Linked DNA regions of Rattus norvegicus: region 1 is linked to region 2. Evidence: chromatin contacts called from public Hi-C data. All regions are on one chromosome and are shown on one strand. Each heading gives the region's core, a stretch centred on a gene start, on an enhancer-like site or on the middle of the called end of the contact. The rest is flanking DNA. Distances are from core to core; before and after follow the strand shown.

What was found. A called contact is a pair of places that touch in the nucleus more often than the background predicts.
Region 1: a Hi-C map of liver shows a contact between it and region 2, with 2.7 times the contacts expected there. The contact joins two enhancer-like sites. A contact is called at or near these places in 3 of 12 Hi-C or Micro-C datasets (kidney and liver).

Annotation. Positions count from the first base shown.
Region 1 is chr5:91,832,385-91,837,521 of GRCr8, forward strand. No RefSeq gene overlaps it. Among named protein-coding and RNA genes, the nearest start is that of Zfp101l1, 82 kb to the right of the region's middle. Within about 2 kb of position 2,142, at least 1 of the 93 cell types and tissues checked has an H3K27ac peak or open chromatin away from gene starts, as enhancers often do. A contact at or near this core is called in liver, where this site is marked.
Region 2 is chr5:91,422,719-91,427,508 of GRCr8, forward strand. No RefSeq gene overlaps it. Among named protein-coding and RNA genes, the nearest start is that of Tle1, 440 kb to the left of the region's middle. Within about 2 kb of position 3,358, at least 1 of the 93 cell types and tissues checked has an H3K27ac peak or open chromatin away from gene starts, as enhancers often do. A contact at or near this core is called in liver, where this site is marked.

The sequences.
Region 1 (5,137 bases), core at 892-3,391, 410 kb after region 2:
TAGGAATCAGAAACTTTGCTTATAACCAAAAACCAGAAATGAACCAAAGAAAACCAAGGCCATGATTTTTAGCTTTCTGGACTATAAATAATCTCATATTTTTTCTATGTCTATGTTGATTTTGAATGTGACTCCCAGGTCCAAACTCAGCCTTTTCCTGCTACTTCTTTGTTTGGTGAATGTCATTCTGGTATAGCCAAATACTGACCTGTGTGATCTGGGATGTCATTCTACTTTATGGCCTCAAAAGTATATAAGTATATAAGGATTATAATGTTCCAAATTGATTTTAAAGATCAAGTAATATTAGAAACCTATAGGTGATCAATGGGTGCTGAGTGAGGAAAACTTAGCTGTCCCTGGGGACAAGCTCCCACATAGCTTGTTCCACCCCAAGTAGTCAGTCAGGGATATATGCACATACAAACAAACAAGTCTAAATGGACTCATTTCATATATATATATATATATATATATATATATATATATATATGTAACAATAATATGACAACAGATAAAAAATTTTAGAAAGGGAGGAATGATTCGGTGGAAGAGATGAAGAGGCAGCAATGATGCAGATGAAATGCTCACAATAAAATTCTCAACGAAACAAGAGTACTAAATGTTTAAATTATACATATAAATAGAGTTAAAAATAAAGACACTTCAGAACAAAACAAAAGAGAAATATTTTAAATGTGGAAAATTATTTACATTAGGTAACTCCCATTACCCCAGGCCTTTGCATATTTCTATATATTCTTAACGATCCATAAAGAAATAGTGGCAAGCAAAGCTGAATACATGCTTGTCTATTACCTAGGAATTTAAAAGGTGGAAGACATCTATTTTATTCCAAATTTTTCTCCAGAGACAAGATCTCTTATCTCTACACTTGAAAGAATGTTTTTAGATATGGTATTATAATCACTACACCTAAAACTATGCTGGTTAGAATTCTACAATCAATTTCAGATATGTCAGACACATTAGAGAAAATGATAATGGTTTCTGCAATTTCCCTAGCAACCACCTTTAGTTCTCCTTAAAACCAAATCACTGAAGTAATTTCCAGACAGTTTATTTTGGAATCTAAACCTGAGAGGGTCAGCATACATGAAAGGTTATTTCTTACTCAGGAAAGATTGAAATATATTCAAACGTGCCATTGCTTTCAATGTGCAATATTTTCTCTGGTTTAATGCACGTTAGTAAACTTATAGAAGTAATTCAATTTAATCTGGTATTTATTGCTTTTGAAGTTAACGAATAAAATCTAACTTCCTGTTTCTTGCTTGTAACCAAGGTAAAGCTTAACCTCTGAGATATTTGATTTATTGATCCAAACTGTTCTGGAAAACAGTAACCACATAAGAAATTAATCTAGAATATGATTATTGACAGGTTACTTTATCATCATCCACAAGTACATAAATGTGTATATACTGTATTTATGCATATGCACTTGGGAGAGTCATTAAAACTTCCAGAATGTTAATAGATCTAAAAGTGAATATAGACAGATATACGCATCATGAGAAGCATAAACATGTGCACTCCTATGTATGCCTTTGCACACAGGCTCCTTTGACCAAAGATCCCTGAATAACTAAATAGAAATCATATATTTTATTTATGTGCATATTAATTATACTGAGTAAATACAGAATTGAAAAACTTCTTTGGAAAAATGTAAGATCATTTTGGTGGTAATTCATATTCAAAATTCAAACATAGTTTTAGTATCCCAAAGCAAGGCATCAATATAATTATTTCTTATATACTGAGTTTGTTCTACCAATGTCATTCAGTGATGTATTGCATGTTTAACAATCTGTGTGTATATGCATACATATATGTTCATGTGTATACATACACAAACACAAAGTTAACTTATAACAAGAAACTTAATAAAGAAAAAAATTTGCCCATCTATCTATGTCCTTCAAAAGTACTTAACTACACATAACTACACATAGACTGAGCTCAGCTGGACACTACCAGCCACACAGTCTAGCCTTAATATTGGCCATTTAATCTTGACCACACATTTTCATTTGATTATGTGCACATTCCAGCCCATAGCCAGAAAACCTAATGTGTTCATTTTAAAGTTTTCTGTGAAACTTCAAAGCCAAATACAGATTGAGAACATTCCAGGGAAGAATGATTGCTCAATGTTCTGCCATTATTTGCAGGCTCCATTAAAAACAAACAAATGAACAAGCCAAAAAAAAAAACAATAAAAAAATAGTGAGGATGGAGGCACCAGTGACACTCTTCAGATGCATCTCTATGTGATCTGTGTTGCTGAGTTATAGTTTATCTTTGAACTATGGATAGCATCTTTTTGTTTGCTATTTAAATCCAACATCAGTTTAGTAATACCAAACATTGCCTCATAGGACGAAAAATGACTGACATTCACCAAAACACTGCAACAAACTGGCTGTCAATTTTGGCTACCATTTGCAAAATAGTAAGCCTCCTTGCTGAACTGCAAATGGAAATATTGCTTTTCCTCCACTAGAAGCCATCAGCAGTCATTGCTCTTTCACCAGAAGGAAGGTCACATCATCCGTCAGGAAACTTTTGGCTGCTTATAATTACAGCCTGCAGTGTACAGACAAATGCAATCTTTAAAATGCTAACTGTGTTATACCCAGGGGACTCCTAGGAACAAATGTAGCATGGCCTCACTAGTTTGTTTTAGCAAGGACTTACAGTGCTGATTGAAAACAGCTGAGCTAAATCAACACTTACCTTGATCCAGGGGCCTTAGCAGAGCAATTAGAGTCAAGGCTGGGTTTTGAACTCAGTGTGCTGTCAGTCAGGACAACTTGAGTTTGGTATACTCAGACTCATTTCCTGCATGAAATATGAGACTGTATAAAGAAGAAAAATTCCCAAGATTAAAAAAGTATTTGACCTCAGTACGTTTGTAAGTGGAGAAGTGCAAATGTTTAAATGACCACTTGGGTTTGTAGTACAAAGGTCTATTGATGTTGGCAGCCCCAGCTTCCCTGTCATAAAGCCACATGAATGGTTTTGAGTTTCAGCCAAAAATGTCTTCCACATGCTTTCATGGGGACCAATTTACACAGTCAATTTTGTCGATACTGTGGCCAAGTGCTTCATAAAGGGCTGCCTTCTCTGGGATCAGGAAAACCACAACAGACACATTGCTAATGCAATCTAATTATCTGCCTGAATATTTTTCCAGATGTATTCAGTGTCTAAAAATACTGCAGGAAAATGGTATCATCCAACTCCTTTGCTTGAAACAGTGGCATAAAGATCCTGGTTGTCTAGAGAGGAAGTTATTAGGCTGTGCGTATATCACGGTTTTGACTCAGTCAGACAAAATAATACCCTAGGCTGGGCCATGTTTCTGTTTGAATGAGTCTTCTGAAAAGGAGACCTGCACATCAAGATTATGTTGTTCTGTAAAAAAGATGACCCCTTTACTCACTCAATGAAAATTCCTCTCCTTCAAAGCTTTCTACTTAGATCTAGGATGGTGTAACACTTGACAACTCATTCCCGGCTTTGCCTGCTTAGCAACTTGTCCTATCCACAGGGACAGTTGCCTTACTTTCAGGTGAAAACAAACCATTTGATGAATAAAATCAGAAGTTTTTACCCTGTCTCCAACAGAAAAACTGCCGGTTCCAAAGTGTTTGATGATTTATTTCTGTTTGGATTTTTCTGTTTTTATTTATATACCATCTCCCCTATACTCTTCCTCCATTTTCCTCCTCCCCTCCTTTTTTCCTTCCCCTCTCTTTTGCTCCTCTCACCATCCTCTTTCTTTATCTCATTTGGCACTCATATGCCCAACAGAAACAAGATGTTATTCCAAGTTATTGCTCAAGCTTTTGGCCACTGGGTTTACTCCAAATAAACTCCAAGACCTGGGAAAATACAAATTCATTATAAGGACTTACTAAGCTAAATAGATAGGTCACTTCATGTACTCTGTGTCTTTACACACACCTGTAATAAGGACTTCAGACTTAACTATTTAATTCCTAATAAACAGCCAAGTCTGAGAAGTCCACATTAATCTCAGATCTAGTAGAAGTTTAGTTTTGCATTATACCTTTTGAGAAGTAATAACAAAAGACAAGACATTATCTCCTCGTATTTGCTTGGTCTTATGGATAACAACATTGCCAGTTTCTATAGCTCATAACACCAATAGAATAAATGATGACAGTAATTACACAGTGAACTTTGCAAATGAAACTAAAAGAGTAGAAATCCAACTGCTGAGAACTTGACATGAGCTCAACACACAAGTGCCCCAGGCTGCCTTCTTTGTCCCCATTAACTGAGCTATTATCCTTATAATGAAAGCTTTAATTAATAATTTTAATTCACTTTTTCTTGTGAAACCCTGGAACCAGATTCTCAGTCACTCTTTCATTTCCTTGTACCTCCAGATTGGATGTGTTTTCAAAATATATTCATCATTCTGAAATGATGCCTTTAGGAAATGAGGTCCCAGGAGTGATTCAATTAGGAAAAAACAAACACTTTTGTTCGTTTGAAAATTCTTATATGACTTTTTCTATTTGTATTATATTATATACTGTTTTATATTTATGTGCATATATATATATATATATATATATATATACTGTACACACATATTAATCTATACATTGGGTGGTTCTCACAGGATAGGGGAGATATGGAATATAATGCTGGTCAATTTGATGTGTAAAAACAAACTTATTTAAAAGTAGATTGTGAAGCTAGATTTGAAGCTACAACCTCATAATCTGTATTCCACAGGCCAGAGAAAGACTATGAGTTTTGTGCCAATGTGGCCTAGCTAACTGCTTCTAGGCTAGGCAGGACTACAGTGAGAACTTGTCTGAACAGGAATGAACAAATAAACAATAAAAAAATGAACATTGTTTTTCAAATGTACCTCCATAATTTAATTGTTAGGAATTTGTAATATCTAATGGAAGGGATGACATAAATATAAAAAAAAGGTTTACAAAACCCATGTATCTTCTTTTTTGTGCTGAAAATAATTCGCTGGATGCTTGCCAAATGTTGCACCACTGAACTAAAACCCAGCTTTCACAGTGACTTTCTAACATACAATGTTAATAAAAACATA
Region 2 (4,790 bases), core at 2,108-4,607:
AGGGAATAACACCCGAAATGTATATAAGAAATACTCAAGTTAATAAAAAAATTATACTAGAAATGGAAAAGTTGATATATTAAAATTTATAATAATTCTAAATTAAATAAATAAATAAATAAATAAATAAATAAATAAATAAATAAATAAAAATACAGAGGAGATATCTGGAAGTGAAAAGATGTCTTGAATTCTAAAATGGATTGATGTCTGGGCCTGTTAAAAAGCTGGAGATACTTTTAAAGGAGACTGATTATTAATATTCTTAATTACAGAGTCTTTTAAACAGAGAAACTAGGTGGGCGGCCTTCCAAGCAAAATCTCATAGAAGTTGAATTCTGTCTTATAAGATCTACATTTTGACATAAGAAGGCCCAAGTATAAAAGGTTCGACTAATTTTCACCAATTTTAAAAATCAATTTAGAAAGAATTAAGTTAATAGTCGAGTTTATGCTCTAGACCTGTCCAAAGCTCTGAGGCCAGTGGCCACAGTGGAGTTCCAGGTTTCATTTAAGGCCTTTTTGAGCATTGGAGCTATGGACAAAGTGAAGCAGGCCTATTATGTGATCCAATTGCCAGGGACAGAGTACATCTAAAAATAATTTCTTGTAAAAAATTTTGTCCAGTGTCAGAGCAGTCTCCCTCTTAGTACGAAAGACTTTTATCTGTCTTGAGAAGGGGACCACAAAACATTAACAGATACTTATACTTATCACGAGGACAGGCATCTCTGAAGTCAACTTTATATGTCTTATCAGAGGCTAGTCCACTGAGAGTAACAGCGAGGATCCCTTTTTACCTTTTTATTAGGTTGACCTGTGCAAAAGAAACATTCAAGGGCAGCTTCAGTGGTCACATTTCAGAATTGCAAGTCTGGTACCCAGAAAATAACTAGTTGGTTAGGTGACACTGTGATGGTCAGTCTGGTATAGTTGATGTACTTAAAGCATTCAAGGATCATAGGGAGGATAACTCTTGACTCTCGCAATGTCTGCTATCCAGTTGTATCCTGTTTTGCATCCTGGAAGTGGGGTGTTGTCCTCTTCTTCCTGTGAGTAAATGGGTTGAGGAGGGAGCTGATGATTAGCAAAGCAACTGGGAAAAAATTGGAAATTTTAAAACAGAAACCTCTGCTCCAGTGTCTATCAAAAACGTAACTGGGTCACCTCCAACTGACATAGTGACCATGGTCTCTTGAAGGCCTAAGAGAGTAGTGTCACAGCCCCTTTATTTTTGATTTACTATCCATCTTCCTTGTGTTTTGAAGGGTCATTACTTTCCTGGTTTTTAGATGGATGGACATTCATTCTTCCAGTGTTTGTTTTCCTTACAATATTCATCTTGTTTCCTCTTTAGTGGAACATTTGACATTTTGTTTGTTTGTTTATGAGAATTTCTACCTTGGACATGAGCAATATGAACAATATGGAACTCAGAATGAGCTGACCGGAAACCAGCCAGAATAATATTTGTCAACATATTCATTACTTATTAATTACTGTTTAGCATGTGTATCTAACTTTGGCAAGACAAAACTACAGAAACATGACCACTCGTGACCTGGGGTTGGTTGTAGACATTTATAGACATTTTTGTTTGGAATGAAATGAGGGAGTATAGTTTCATAAACTAATTTTCATGTATTTTTAAGCAAGGACTTACTAGTACAACTCTTCTTCATTTTATAGTAACCACCCAACATTATGTATTGTGATTATTTTATTATTCACAATTTCATTAGGATATTTATTAAGATTGGACTCCCTTAGTGGCTAAGCAAACTGAGACTCAGGAAAGAAATAAACTTGTATGCAACTGTTTAGCTATATAATATTCTAATATAAAATAATTTCCCAACCTCAACCAAAAGAGTCCTATAATGAGATAGAAGTCATACACTAGAAGGAAATATTTGCCAGAGACACATATGACAAAGGGCCATTAATATTAAGAAACTCTTAAAAGTAGAAGAGGTAAGAAAATGTAGATCCTGATTTCAAATTGATCAAAAGACCTGCACAGTTGCCTTACATAGGAAGATACACAGATGGCAAAGAAACATGTAAAAATGTTCCATTCCATATGCTATCCGGAAGTTAAGATAAAACAATAAAAAGTATATCTACTGTATTAAAGCAATCATAATCCATAACACTAAAATTGCCAGTTCTGTTGAAATGTGGTATAACCTGGTTCAGCTACTTGGAAGGCAGCGTAACATTGTCTTATAAAACACTGGGTATACTCTCACCAAGAAACCTTACTGCTTATGCAGTACATAGAAACCATGGACTGTGAAGGGTGCCGATGTGTTAGAGGAGTTACAACTATAACAACCTGGGCCCTAGTGCTGTGTAGCCATAACAGAGGAGGTTCTGCTCATGTCAGGCAGAGGAAGGTCTGGGAATCTGCTCTCCTTTCTATTCATTTTTACTGTGAACCTCGAGGACTCAAAAAATTGATTCACTAAAAATTAACTAAAAAGTACTTTTAGATCCTTGTCAAGGTTTATTGAGAGGGTTAGTTAACAATGACTGACTCCAAAGCAATCCATGGTTTTATCTGTGATGATTGCTGGTTTCCTTCATTGTATAGATGTAGAAAAACCTAATGACTTATATCTATCATTAGAGTAACATTAAAGTCAGTTTTCCTATTAAAATTCCTCAGTGTTCTCGTATCTACTCTTCTCTCTAATCACAGAAAAGTTGGAGAGCAACTTTATTTAGTAGATCTTTATAAATTTATAGCTTTTGTAATGACTATTGATTTATAACTCTTAACTAAATGTTGGGTAGATGTTGAGAGACGAAATTAAAGGGAAACAGTACTTCAACTACAAAAAGTAAGGTTATATATCTGAGGTTTTTTTTTTCTTTAAAAACTCCTACTCTATTAAACATAGTTATTTTAAAAATATATTGTGAATAGCCTTTTTCTTCTACAATTGAGCATGACCAGATTATTCTATGGTCATACTGACTTTCAGCAGGGCCTCCATGATCAGTACATCTTGGTGAGTTTGTAATTAATCCTCTGTATAATAATGATAATGCTCCAGAGCCTCTGTATGCCCTGACCCTGTGAGTCCTGTTTGCATTACTCTGGGTTGTGCAATGCTTCTGATTGACCTGTTGTAAATGCCAAGTGCACAGTGTCTGCTTGGAGTTCAACACAGGAGGCATGAATTGTTTGTCCATTTATAAATAAAATAAAATGTGGAGCATGATGAAGCTTGAGAGAACATATTGTCTGAAACTCTTGGATCTTATTCTCACACATATGTGCCAAGTTGTTGGGCAAAGTATAAGTTGAATGGGATGGTAGAACTGTTTACAGCCCTGTGGGGGCAGGAGGGCTGAGACCTGTGCTGGCATTGCTTCTGAGTATTAGAAAATCGTCATGTCCTGAAATTTTCATTGCATTCTCTTCCTGGTTTGCTAGTATAACCATGACAGTAGGTTTGATATATACTTGTTAAGAAAAGTAGAAGTTGGAAAATATATTCAGATGTTGCCTAACTAAGAATATATACACGGAAACCAGAAAAGCAAATTTTATTTTTTTCTAAGATGAAGTTTCTCAAGCTTATCCTCTTTAGAAATGATTGTATGTCTGGCCCCACTGAAGACTGTATTGTAGAATCCCCCTCCCCAACATTAGGGTCCTTTTTTTAGAATTGGAACACAACAGAAAACATATAAATTTCTAAATTGTTGCTAAAAGTTATTGAACAAGTGTAGTGTGGCAACGAGTTGAGAAGCACCATTGCATTAGTGAAAATGCTGACCATATGGCCTAGAATCTGCCCACAATTCTGATATTACCATGTTCTGAGTTGATAGAAAGAAGCTATCACGCCTTGAATGCCTCTTGGGTAAAGTCTGGAAAAATGAAGTTAAGTTCAAGACTCTCCCTTGGTTCTTATGGTTTATAGTTCTTTGTACACAAGTTAGAATGTCAGTGGTCAATGTTAGGTGTCCCCCTTTCTTGTCTTCATGGAGGATTACAAGGACATTAACCATTCTTACCTGACATTCGCTAATGGACAAACAGACCACATGAACAACCTGAGTCTCAAATCTAGTGATATAACACACTGTAATTTAAAAAGAACCTCAAACATTGCAGACTATTGTAAATTCTTCTGGATTCTGTTCAGAACTTGTAAGACATTTAATGACGATACTGCATGTTTGAGTCAGGATATGAGGAAACCAAGTTATTACCAACCTGGAAAATTCATCCCTACTGGCTAACTTTTATAGTGATAGAAGGTCCTATGCTCATTACTAGAGGAGAAAAATGCAAGCATCAATGAAACTAAGCTGTTAACCCTGTAAGCTATAATAATGACTTACCCTGGAAGACATACTTTCTGGTGTCATAGCAGCATGAGCTTCATAGGAGTAACAAACCCATTTCTGTTTGGATTTGAGATGCACTTAAAAAGATGTAGCCAATATATGGGACTGTTGTTAGGACAATAACTTATAATCAGAGAGATCATAGGCCCTAGCGAGAACCTATTATCATTATTCTACATTGATAAAATATTAAATTAGCTCCTAATCACCAATAAATTAGATAAACTACTCTTTGAAGTGACTGATGATCAACAAATCATTGGCCAAAGTGAAGAGAATAAGAGTCCAGGATATTCAGCCCTAAAAAGAACATATATACCACACCCAACTTCCATAGTGGAGGCATTATTGGCAATTTTTAAGATCTGGTGGAAAATGACAGTTTACTTTCTAAGAGTAGCTCAATCACCACATTTCAGTGG